Regions from separate parts of the Zea mays genome. Here region 1 is linked to region 2. The links are chromatin contacts, called in public Hi-C maps. All regions are on one chromosome and are shown on one strand. Each heading gives the region's core, a stretch centred on a gene start, on an enhancer-like site or on the middle of the called end of the contact. The rest is flanking DNA. Distances are from core to core; before and after follow the strand shown.

The links. A called contact is a pair of places that touch in the nucleus more often than the background predicts.
Region 1: a Hi-C map of leaf shows a contact between it and region 2, with 8 times the contacts expected there. The contact joins the promoter of LOC100281307 here to the enhancer-like site in region 2. A contact is called at or near these places in 4 of 25 Hi-C or Micro-C datasets (ear, endosperm, leaf and 1 more).

The regions. Positions count from the first base shown.
Region 1 is chr8:105,571,800-105,577,783 of Zm-B73-REFERENCE-NAM-5.0, reverse strand. It overlaps LOC100281307, which reads left to right and starts at 3,360. Exons shown (of 6, transcript NM_001372496.1): 1 at 3,360-3,786; 2 at 3,951-4,062; 3 at 4,204-4,297; 4 at 4,384-4,561; 5 at 4,635-4,704; 6 at 4,898-5,356. The coding sequence starts at 3,431. The coding sequence ends at 5,251. It overlaps LOC103635648 (PHD finger protein ALFIN-LIKE 5), which reads right to left and starts at 1,894. Exons shown (of 5, transcript XM_008658054.3): 1 at 1,605-1,894; 2 at 1,474-1,506; 3 at 546-774. The coding sequence starts at 1,707.
Region 2 is chr8:105,497,692-105,504,365 of Zm-B73-REFERENCE-NAM-5.0, reverse strand. No RefSeq gene overlaps it. Among protein-coding and RNA genes, the nearest start is that of LOC109941425, 25 kb to the right of the region's middle. Within about 2 kb of position 1,300, at least 17 of the 20 cell types and tissues checked have an H3K27ac peak or open chromatin away from gene starts, as enhancers often do. A contact at or near this core is called in ear, endosperm, leaf and 1 more, where this site is marked.

The DNA of each region.
Region 1 (5,984 bases), core at 2,111-4,610, 71 kb before region 2:
GCCATGAGCATGTGTGAAATTTAACCGCAAATTCCTAAGCCTTCTCATGGTGCACACGTCAGTTTTTGGAGCTGCCGAAGTGCTAACAATGATATTCATTGCAGTATCACAGCCTATGTTAAGCATTGTCCTAAACATGTTAGTTTACGACTCAAAAAAATATGCTGGCAAATAATACTGAATTGCCAATTGATTTGAATCCTAATCTGTGTTGCCAATTCTTTTGTAATCCAAACAGTACAAATGGATCTGAAAGCCACATTCAAATCAACTCTGATGTTTGATTATGCACAAGCAAACACTAAATACAATAATCCAACTGATCCTTGACAAAGGAGAAATCACAATGTTTTTTCAATCAGGTGGAAATCACAAGTAGTGATGATGAATTCCTTTTTGCAAGTCTTCCATATATGTTGGTCAATACTAACTTGTAGAGGAATTTGTGAAAATGTAGGCTTGAAGCAAATAAAGGACATAAAACCATAGATATATGAATTTCTTTTTCAAAGAAACTGAAAAGATTAGGTGCCTGGAACCGTTACCTGGCCTCTTTGTCAAACCCAAACCGGGCTGCAAAGTAGAATGCAACTGCTAGTAACCAGGAATCGCTGTGGACAGCAACTAGCGCTAACCAATCCTTCTCATTCATGCCATCCCTAGCAAAGTTTATACCCAAAGCTGGTTCAGGGATCTCTGGAGGAACTTCCTCTGCTGGCAAAGTTACTTCCCATGTTTCGTTGGGGTAGCCATAAAGGCACAAGTTTTCCTTTTCTGTAAAAAAACGAATTAGTAGATACAAAGGACCGATGTTTTGTATTACTTGTAATTTACTCAGTGCAAGTGCTAGGCTTAAAAAGAAAAGGCTAGATGGATGCGCTAAAATACAAGATAGATGAAGCAATCAGACTCCTAAACTAATTCTATGGCACAATTGGCACAAAAAATTGGTTCACTGGCTTCACTAAAACAAAGAAGTAACTAACTCTAAGATATGTCATGAGTCATAACTCATGATCCTATGTTGCATTGCATTTATGGAATATGGTAGAAACAAAAAAAATCAACAAAGATACAACAACCTTGGCTACTTTTGAGTATAGAATCCCAGCACCCAAACCTGGAACTTCCCATAAATTCCTACATTTTCCAGTGCAGTATCAACGGCAAACATGAGTCAAAAGTCAAGCTAAACAATGCATGAACAATAAAATCCTCACGAATTCGAGGATTCCATCCAACCTTTTGCACAACCTACAATTGCAATCGCTCACCCGTCACCACACTCCAAACCATTAACATCGTCAACTGAAACCACAGGAGACCAGTACTAGGTTCCCATTTCCAGTACAGATAGTGTAAAATTTAGCTTCGGGACACCAAGCAGGGCGACCGAACGCCCTAACCCTAGCAACCAAACCAAGTCACTGACAGCGGCCCACAACCCTACGACAGATGATCGAGCGGACTCACCGGGGTCACACAGCTGGTAGAACTTCTCCACATCTGCGCAAACCATCAAACCAAGCAACACGTTAGAACCGGCGAAGCCGCCAGATAGGCAGGCGAAATCCGGAACAAAGGAGCGAGCGACGGTAGCATACCGTTGGTGAGGGCCTTGATCATGCCCGCGCGGCGGCCGCGGAAGTCGCGGAAAACCTCCTCCGCGGTACGGACGGAGTAGTGTGCGCCGGCGCCGGGGTCCATTTAGGGTTCCGGCAAGGAGGCAGCGACGGCGGAGACCAAGGGAGGAGGTGACTCGGAGGCAAGGGTGGGAGGAGACAGGACAAAGGGCCGCAGACCAAGGAGGGGTGAGGTTTTATTTTGAGAGAAAGTTGTGGTCATTTCCGGGGAGATTTTGTATTTTACTTCTATTTCACGGAATGAAGTGGGCGTTTCATAAAAGAACAGGATAAAGTAGAAAATAACAACAACAGAACACAAAACGTTTGCAAACAATTACTACTTTTTTATTTTCATTAAAAACTACTTTCTGAATCTTAAATAAGTACATATTTTATCCTATGAGGAATCAATTTTTTATTAATTTCGATCAAATATATTAAGAACATTAATATTTATAATAAATTAGTATTATTAAATTAAAATTAAAATATATTTTTATTATGAAATTATTTGGATACATTTTTATAGTAAAACTTAAAAATATTCAATTAATTAAAACTCGATATATGTATTTATTTTCGAAGAGACAATATATGTGCAAAGGATATTATTAGGGGGAAAGTCATAGCCAAAACGCATTAAGGATTCCAATGAGAAAAGTAAAATAGTGATCACCACTTCCAAGACACCATGTTATGGGAACCTCTCTTAGCATCAACCAAGGTAAAGGTTTGTACAGAAAGTCTTCAGATGAGTTACTAATAGACATAGGGCCCATAACCATAATACCCTATTCTAGAGGTGATATTGAGAATGTTAGGCTACTTCTAACTTACACAAATATCATCCTAAATATATTTTTTCTTAATAGAGCTGTGAAGGTAAATATTTTTTCTTCATTATTTTGATGAAATAAGGATTATTCGTCATGTTATTTTTTCCTCATCTTATTTCTGCTCTATTGTCTCAACACGCTTTTGCTTTTTTGTTCTTTCTTCTGTTAAAATTATAACTGTTGTGCAAACATTGATTAGATTTTACTGTGAAGTGCTGCACATATAAGTGTGGTAAGCTCTTTTCTGTATGGCATTACTTGGATATTTGTTTGGGATTATAATATGTTCAGATTATATATCCAATAAATTTTGAAATAAATGTTAGTTTAAAATTTGTTGTATTATATAATTTGGACATATTACAACCAAACAAACACCCCATTAGTGTACAAATGAAAATAAAATCCAAAACGATTATAGAATTTTCAATTTTCACACTAAGCAAGTTATTGTCTTTACTATATCAGCACGAGATATTAAACTACATAATCATTATGTACTAACATTTAATCGAATAATTTGGATGGACTAATATTGTACTAGTATAAAATAAATTTGAGATCAACATAACCATAAAATCGATGTATCAAACGTCGTTTGTAGCTAATTATTTAACTAACCTCACGAGCCATGTGACAAATAGTGATCACGAAGTACTTCCTCCGTTTTTTTATTTCTCGCGGTTCGGTTCGAAAATAAACTAGCGGACAATAAATATTCATTATTTCTCTTTCTTAGGGTTTAGTTCGAAAATAAATTAAATATTTAAATAACAAGGTTGAGGGCATTTTTTTTGTTTGTACGGCCGTACCCTCGTAACACAGAAACTGAAGAGGAAAAAAATCTAAACCGTAGAAAAACTGTAAGCTCACAGTCGCCTCCGGACAGCAACCGACGCGGAAAAATGCCAAGAGAGCGCAAACGTAACAGAACACCCGCGACAACCACTGAGCCGAGCGGGGGTGGATATGGCAGCGGTCGCCGCCCACCACCACCTCCACCCCTCCTCCGTCGCTGCCCGAACTCCAACACTTGGCCGACGCCACCGTTTCTCGTCGCTTCCTCTCGCCGCGCGGCCGTCCTCCCAAGGCCGTTTCAGCTTCCGAGCCGCGACCCGCGTCCTCACGCGCGCCGGAAGCACTGGCGCCAGCAGCGCCGCCTCGCCCGCCGCGACGACGGCGTCGTCGTTGTCGCTGGAGGAGCTGCGCGGGGGCTGCACCACCTGGACGTGGCGAGGGATGCGCGTGAACTACCTCGCCAGAGGACAGGGGCCGCCCGTACTGCTCGTCCACGGCTTCGGCGCCTCCGTCGCGCACTGGCGCAGGTGAGCCGGCCTTGTCCGTCCGCCCCCTTGATCGATCATAATCTTCTGATGAAACCTTACCTGGGCTCAACGCGCGACCGTTGGTGCACGCACGCCATGTGCTCGAGCTTGTGCCTCTGCATGCGCCAACCATTGCTGGGAACATTGATCAACTCGCTTGGTAGGAACATTGGGGTGTTGTCTGAATCCTATACCGTCTACGCGATCGATTTGCTGGGGTTTGGCGCGTCGGACAAGCCTCCTGGGTTTTCTTACACGATGGAGACATGGGCCGAGGCAAGTGTTGTGCTCTCAGTCTGATATAATATCTGATCTGACATTTGAACTGAATTGCTCTCATAAATTTAGTTTAGAAATATAGATTGATGATTTTTGAAAAGAATAAAAAAACAATGGTGTATGCGTTGTCTCAAGCAGCTGATACTGGATTTCTTGGAGGAGGTGGTCAGGAGGCCCACGGTGCTTGTCGGGAACTCGGTTGGAAGCCTCGCGTGCGTCATTGCTGCATCAGGTTCCAATCTGTCTGTAAATTCTCTTTCTGCAAACTAGCTCGGTACCCACGTTGAAATTCAGTTTGCTCCTGCTAATGACGGGCAGAGTCCAGCAGAGAAGCCGTCCGGGGGCTTGTCCTGCTGAACTGCGCCGGTGGCATGAACAACAAGGCGATCGTCGATGACTGGCGGATCAAGCTGCTCCTGCCACTGCTCTGGCTGATCGACTTCCTGCTGAAACAGCGGCCGATAGCATCAGCGCTCTTTAACCGCGTGAAAAACAGGCATGCCGATCTGAACACTCCTCCTCTGACCTGGCCTCGCTGACGCTGTTCTGTGACGGTTTGGATGCAACAGGGACAATCTGAAGGACATCTTGCTCTCTGTTTATGGGAACAAAGATGCTGTGGACGATGAATTGGTTGAGGCAAGACACCTATCTCCAATTAGTTGAAACTCCATTTATCCTTTACTGACATCGGGTATTGTCCCAAGGCTCACATGTCTTTGTGAATTCAGAGGACAATACCGGAGCTCAAAATGAACATAGTGGCGCGTTTATATATGGCCGAATCTGCTTTTTTCTTTTCTGAAAGTATGTGCATGCACTGCACACGCAGATCATACGCGGACCGGCTGACACGGAGGGCGCCCTGGACGCGTTCGTGTCGACGGTGACCGGCCCGCCGGGGCCAAGCCCGATAGCCCTGATGCCGCGGCTGGCCGACCTGCCCGTGCTGGTGCTGTGGGGTGACCGGGACCCCTTCACCCCGATCGACGGGCCCGTGGGGAAGTTCTTCTCGAAGCTGCCGTCGGAGCTCCCGAACGTGACGCTCTACATGCTGGAGGGCGTGGGGCACTGCCCGCACGACGACCGGCCGGACCTCGTCCACGACAGGCTGCTGCCGTGGCTTGAAGCGCTCCTGCCGCCCGCCGCCGGCGCGGTGACTACGACGACGACGACGGTTGTCTAAGGCTAATAATAATACGCCTTATTGCTGACTGGATCTTTGAAGTCTAGTTGGACTCTTCATTTTTAACTCTCTAGTTATCTCTTTATAAAAAATAAATTCTATAAATCTTATAGATTTTGTTTAGAACCAACTCAGTTTTTAAAAAATTGGCTTTTATTTTTTAGCTAGCAGTGGCCAACTTCTTAGTTTCTAAGAGCATCTCTAATCTAACATAGTTCCTATTTCACAAAAATTCATTAAACAATTGGACCTGGTGTATCAGGTCCTAAATATAGGACTCCATATGCTCGAGTCATATCCTCATTTAGTACACAAATCTAATCTTTTATTTTCTAAATAACATGGTATAAGAATCAATCGTTGGAGCTGTAAATGTTTTTATGGTCCTAACATTTTAAATCAGGTACTATTTTAATTTTTAGGACTCAAATATATGATTTCTTGTTGGAAATGCTCTAGGAAACTGGGAATCCAATTTCTATAAACTGAGTCATTAACCGATATGTTTGAAACCACTCCAATTTCTATAAACCAGTTTTTTTAAAAAAGGTGCTTTCAAACATGCCCTTAGTTTGGCTAGTCGGAGTGGCTAGCCAAATTTAGCTAGAGAGGGGACTAATTTGGGGGAAATTTGCTATTTTGTCACTCTCAGTTGTGGACTTCTCTATTTTACCACCAGACCCACAAATCATAGACACAAATGATCCCATAAGTCATAGACAGAGGGTCACAT
Region 2 (6,674 bases), core at 51-2,550:
GCAAGAGACACCTAATTGTGTGGTGATCCTTGCGGGGTCTTAGTGACTCGTAAGATTGAGAAGAAGCACTCGATCGGTCTAAGTGAACGGTTGAGAGAGGGAAAGGGTTGAAATAGATCTGCCCTTTGTGCCCTCCTCAATGGGGAGTAGGTTCTTTAGAACCAAACCTCGGGAAACAAATCATCGTGTCCACTTGTGTTAATCTTCACTATTTGATTTGTTTCTTCCCTCTCTAAAGTTCTCTTGCTCACATCGTTTTGAGTTTGCTCCCAAAGTTATCCACATTGATTGAGCAACTCATAGCAAGAAGAACTATCTTCCGCACTCCGAATTCAATACTATGTAGCAGATCTAGGGAGAGAGGTGTCTCTAAACCTATTCCAGTGATCTAAAGACTTGCACGGATGCCAAGGAATCAAGTTTCTAGACAGTGCTTCGCGCACGTCCACTCTTGTTCCTCATCGTCACTCTTAGGAAGCAGTGTAAGTAAATTTGCATTTTCTATAACGGTCTTATGGATAGATTTGTTGTTTGTTTACCTTTTGTACGTTAATCTTTATGAGCCGTTCTATATCTGTTTTGTTCTAGTGTCATTGATATTATCTGCTAGTAGATCTGGTTTACATTTTGTGTTGGATGGTCAAATTAATCCTAGACCATGTGAATCTTGTAACACCGTTAGATGGACAATGGAGGTAGCTCGCCCCATATGCCTACAAGCCTGCTTACGGAAGCGGACCGCCACGACGTCCGACTGTACACCAATCATATTTCTCATATTTGATGGTATAGTGCAACAGTTATACGGTACTCGAGGGATGAGTGGTAAGATAGTGTGATGGATCATCATAAAAAATTAATGTAGACCATCCCAAAAAAATAATTTTAAAATTAAAATGGACATATGACGTTACATATTAGATATCACACTATAGATATTGTACTTTATTTTAGCCAAAATGCCAAGAAAGATATGAGTTAGAAAGGGGATATGTCTTTTTTATAGCTCGTTCGTCCTCCTTTAATTAGCGAGATGATACTATTCGAGAGCACTGTGGGTTTAAATGTTTTCTTAGGGTACATGTAGAAGATAACGTCCTGGTTATTAGACAAGACGTAGGAGAAAAAAATAGATCTATCCTAGGCGCTTCGCACCCCGCGTAACGCATGAAGCTCATACTTTAAAAGGTAGAAGATATAGAGAAGACACGGAGATATCGATGCTTCTAGGCTGGGGTTCGTGGGCGTCTGGCCAGCTGTTGCACGGAGTCGGGCCTCGATGGGCCCAAGGTAACAATACTGGCGAGTGGGCAGCCGTGTTAACCAACACATGCTAACTTCAGCGTGGGCCTGGTGGAGGTGTGGATTGGTGCAACACCAAAGCCCAAGAGCGAGGAATCAGCAGCAACGACCGATATTGACACCAATGAAGCAATGAGGCAATCACCAAACAACAAACAGAGAGTGTTTTGGTCTGGGAGAAAATGTACCTTTTCAAAAAGTTTTGCGATCTATAGACGCTGACCACCACACCACACCACACGCACGGTCGCATTCGCCATTTTCAAACTAGCGGAAAGTATAAGCTGGTTTAGGAGTCCACGCCCACGCCGTGCCTGCTGGTGAGAAAGTCAACCCCTCAAGTCAACTGACGCAGGTCAACCAACAGGAGGCACGCACGCTAGAGCGTACTGCTACTCTGCTTTGACAAAATTTCCACAAGCTGGCGGTACTATATGTTACTGCTCTTTGCTTTTATTCTTGCATTGTGCACTTGCTTCGAGCTGTACGACTTTGTATCCGATGCCATGCCAAGTGTACCGCCAGACATATCTAGTGCACACTAAAAATCCGCATCACCAGCATTTTCTATTCTCTTCTAAAATGCGATATCTCTCAAATGGTTTACCAAACATAACAGAGCATAGTTAGCATTTTAAAACTGTTTTCATTAAACATTTTCGCTTGCTCTCATATATATCATTTATGCCTATATGTAATGTGTATGATTCCAATGCCTAGTGGCACTACAAAACTGAGTTATCTAATTCGACTCCCCTCTTAGGCTATATTCAACAGATCTCCTAGTCAATCCTCTATCTCATCCCGTATTTTAAATTACTCTCTACAACATTTGTCATCTACAGTTCCACACCCCTCATTTTACACACTTAAGGCCTTGTTCGGTTATTCCTATTATACATGGATTGAATGAGATTGGAAAAAAATTAGAACAACTTTGACTTACTTGGGATTTAAACCCACCCAATCCCACTCAATCCATATGGATTGAGAGCTAACCGAACAAGCCATAACTGGAGACAGTCTTGCTATGATTAGCTTCTATCTCCTGATCCTTTGTACTTAGGTACTCCCTCCGTTGTAGAATACAAGGCATATCACCTTTTATTTTAGTCCGATAATATAAGGTGTACTCTCTATATATATGTAGTGGTACTAGTGTTGATAGAGATAATTACACTTTTTGGTATTTAAACTATAGATGATTATGTCTTATAGACTAGGTTGGAGGGAGTAATATACTAGCTCAGATATGTTTGGCTGCACTTCTTTTTGGTTGGGCTGCTACTGCAGCTAGGCAGAGGCTGCAGCACATCAGTCAGGGAGCTGCAGCAGTCGGGCAGCCAAGCCAAACCAAGCCACTAATTAATTGAGTAGAGTGAGATACCAAACTACGAGCTTGTGGTGCATGGGTGATGGGTCGTATGGTATGCCCAGCGTTAGCCGTTAGGATGGAGAAAAAACAATGTAATTCCCCTTGTCTTAGGCGGGAGCGGGATCCAACGCACCCAGTTCATACTTCATACCGTCAGCTACATCCACTACCGACCACACTACCAATTAAATTATTGACCGTTCTCAATTCTTATCTACCGTAGCGCGTTCCAGCTCATAGTTTTATCGCCAACCTACATCCACCTCGGAGCTTTTCTTTTACGGACTCTTATTTGAAATGAAACGTAGTGTTTTGTTTGGAAAAAGGTCATCTGACCATGTAATCGAGGAAAAGTTAAAATTCTAACAAAATAAATAAAAATATAAAAATTATATAGTCCATATTGTCATTCTCCCCCACCTCTTTCGTATTTTTTCTCATCTAGTTTTAATTGCTTGGTTATTTTTTACGACGAATTTGTGAACCCTTTTCATGTCATTACTCATATCAGTGGTGGACTGATCCAGTTACTTGGTGAAGTTCTCAAACAATTTTGATTGAGTTATCCTTTGGCAGGTCTTGTACAACTTGTTCACCATGCTCTTTTCCATGACAGAGGACTTGCTGCTACTTGTTGCTGGCCCTGGCCTTTTGTGTTGCGCTCTTGCCCTATGCTGGTGACCAATAGGGTATGTTGGTGCGACAATGTCCGATGATGTGAAGCTATATTTGTTGTCCATGTTGAGACGAAATCGTTTGTTCGCATCGTTGGAGTCGTCATCACCGTGTTGGCATACACTTGAGATGATAGCAAAGAGTATGACACATGTGCTCTAGCTTGAAGTACGTTTCAGTGGGCCTGTTACAGAAGCCCCCCCCCTTTACCGCTTTGAAGGAGCATAGCATCATCTGGCCCGCTCGACAGGCTACTGACAATTAGTTGTAGATGTCGTTGAAGAGGGTGACTGCTTGTGGACCACTAATTCCTTAGCTGCTTGGGGCACAGTGGCATGTATGTCCCATTAAGTTGTATGTAGTCGCCATTTCACCTAAAAGGTTGATACCTTTTTGTCATTGCCTAAAGGGATCAACAGAGTGCAAACCACATGTGGATCTATAAATTTATAAACACAAAAATGTTGTCCACCAAAAAGTGTGGTATATGTGGTGTCACGCCGAACACGTCTAGTATGCTACAGAGTTAAATGTGCATTTGACGGTGCCTTATCTAGTGGGCTATTTGGTACTTCATTGTCCAGTGCACCATGTCTGATGACTGGTTTAAAAAATATGCACTATGGTCAAGCCGACTTCGTATTCGATGCCATGCCAAGTGTACCGCCAGACATATCTAGTGCACACTAAAAATCCGCACCACGAGCATTTTCTATTCTCTTCTAAAATATGATATCTCTCAGAATGATTTACCAAACATAATAGAGCATAGTTAGCATTTTAAAACCGATTTCATTAAACATTTTCGCTTGCTCTCATATATGTCATTTAATTAGGCCTATATGTAATGTGTATGATTCCAACGCCTAGTGATACTAGAAAACTTAGTTATCTAATTCGACTCCCCTCTTAATATGATTAGCTTCTATCTCCTGATCCTCCGTACTTAGTTACTTCATCCGTCCTAGAATATAAGGCATACCACTTTTTATTCTAGTCTAATAATATAAGCTGTACTCTCTCTAGATATATAGTAGATAGAGATAATTACACTTTTTGGTATTTGAACTAGAAATGATTATGTATTATATACTAGGTGGGAGGGAGTATACTCTGCTCGTTGAAAATATGTTTGGCTGCACTTCTTTTTGGTTGGGCTGCTACTGCACCTAGACAGTGGCTGCAGCCACAACAGTCAGAGCTGCAGCACAGCTACAACAGTCGGGCAGCCGAACGTTCCAGGCTTGTATGGCTCAGTACTTGAAGATGCAGCCATAGACCGTCGAACCTGCGGCTTCTACAGTATTTTGTCTCTATGAATTACAGCTGCAGCAGTCCGAACAGCTACAGCACCTGCGCCTGCAGGGCAGCCGCAGCCTATATATATCCAGCTCAGCATCACATTAGTTTTTCTTTTACATACTCTTATTTGAAACGAAACATAGTGTTTTGTTTGGAAAAAGATCATCTGATCATGTAATTGAGAAAAAATATAATTCTAACAAAATAAATAAATAATATAAAAATCATATAGTCCATAAAATGATACATTATTACTCCTCATTGTCATTCGCCTCCTCCTCTTTTGTATTTTTTTTCTCATCTAGTTTTAATTGCTTGGTTATTTTTTTACGACCAATCTATGGACCCTTTTCATGTCATTATTCATATCAGTGGTGGACTGATCCAGTTACTTGGTGAAGTTCTCAAATAATTTTAATTGAGTTATCCTTTGGCAGGTCTTGTACAACTTGTTCAACATGCTCTTTTCCATGGCAGAGGACCTGTTGCTACTTGTTGCTGGCCCTTGCCTTTTGTGTTGCGCTCTTGCCCTATCGTGACCAATAGGGTATGTTGGTTTGACACTGTCCGGTGATGCAGAGCTATAATTGTTGTCCATGTTGAGACAAAATCGTTTGTTCCCATCGTTGGAGTTGTCATCACCGTGTTGGCATACACTTGAGATGATAGTGAATAGTACGACACATGTGCTCCAGCTTGAAGTATGTTTCACTTGTCCTCTTACGGAAGCACTCCTTTACCGCTTTGAAGGAGCATAGCATCATCTGGCCCGCTCGAAAACGGGCTACTAACAATTAGTTGTAGATGTCGTTGAAGAGGGTGACCTTGTGGTTGCTTGTGGACCACTAATTCCTTAGCTTTTTGGGGGTACAGAGGCATGCATGTTCCATTAAGTTGTATGTAGTCGCCATTTCACCTAAAAGGTTGATACCTTTTTGTCATTGCCTAAAGGGATCAACAGAGTGCAAACCACACATGTGGATCTATAGATTTATAAACACAAAAATGTTGTCCACCAAAATGGTGTCCAATTCATAAAAAATATATCTGTATTTACGCGTCTTTCCTCCTCCGTCCTAGTCTAGTCCCTTTGTCGATGGAACTGAGTCGCACCAGAGTACGTGGACTGGTTGGAGGTTGCATTGTTGTGGCTGCTTGGGATATTACCATGCTTGTGGGAGGACAAAGAAGGAGCACATGTACCATATGGAAGGAGCCTCATAAGGAGGAGAGAATGGAGGAGCAACAATATATAGAGGAGCACCGTATAATATATAAGGAGTGATTAGTTCCGACCCGTACGGTCAGTATCGACCAGAGACCTAGTCGGTATCAACTCGGACTTCGATGCGGTGATCAGTACCGACCCGTACTGTCCCAACATAATTGTTACCGACCATGCCGATTAGTCGACACCATGCCGATTAGTCGACAGATCCATCAACCGACCGGTCATAACATATCTGCCAATAGGGTCACGACGATCTATACGAACTATGTTGAAGACCACATCATCATAGGGAAAGAGGTCGCGCTGGACCCGGCCGGCCTTATATTCAACGACAAGATCCACATATATCTGCCAATAGGGTTACCGAGCGCAGGACTTTACCGAAGGCGACACTCGGTAAAGTAGTTTTTGTCCAGTCTCCAGTGCCCGATAAAAAACACTCGGTAAAGAATACGACACTCGGCAAAGACCCGGATTCCGATAGCAGCTAACTGCCGATCGAGTAGGAAGAGTCAGACACATCTCCGATCCCCAGCCCGCATTCTACACTAAATGAACGTACTCTTGTCGTCATGCATTGCACGATTCACGAGAATGCGCCTGTGGTGTACTTATCCTTAAAGCGTGTTGACTTGTCAGGGACACGTACAATTACCGTAGTCGTACGTCCGCAAAGCACATTGACGCGCTGCATTGCATGCTCAGCCATGCATCTTCCAGCGTTGCACACGCGCGCTTGTGCGTAAGCGTAGCGCACTGCAAGTGCATGCTGGCCTGAAGTGGTCCGTG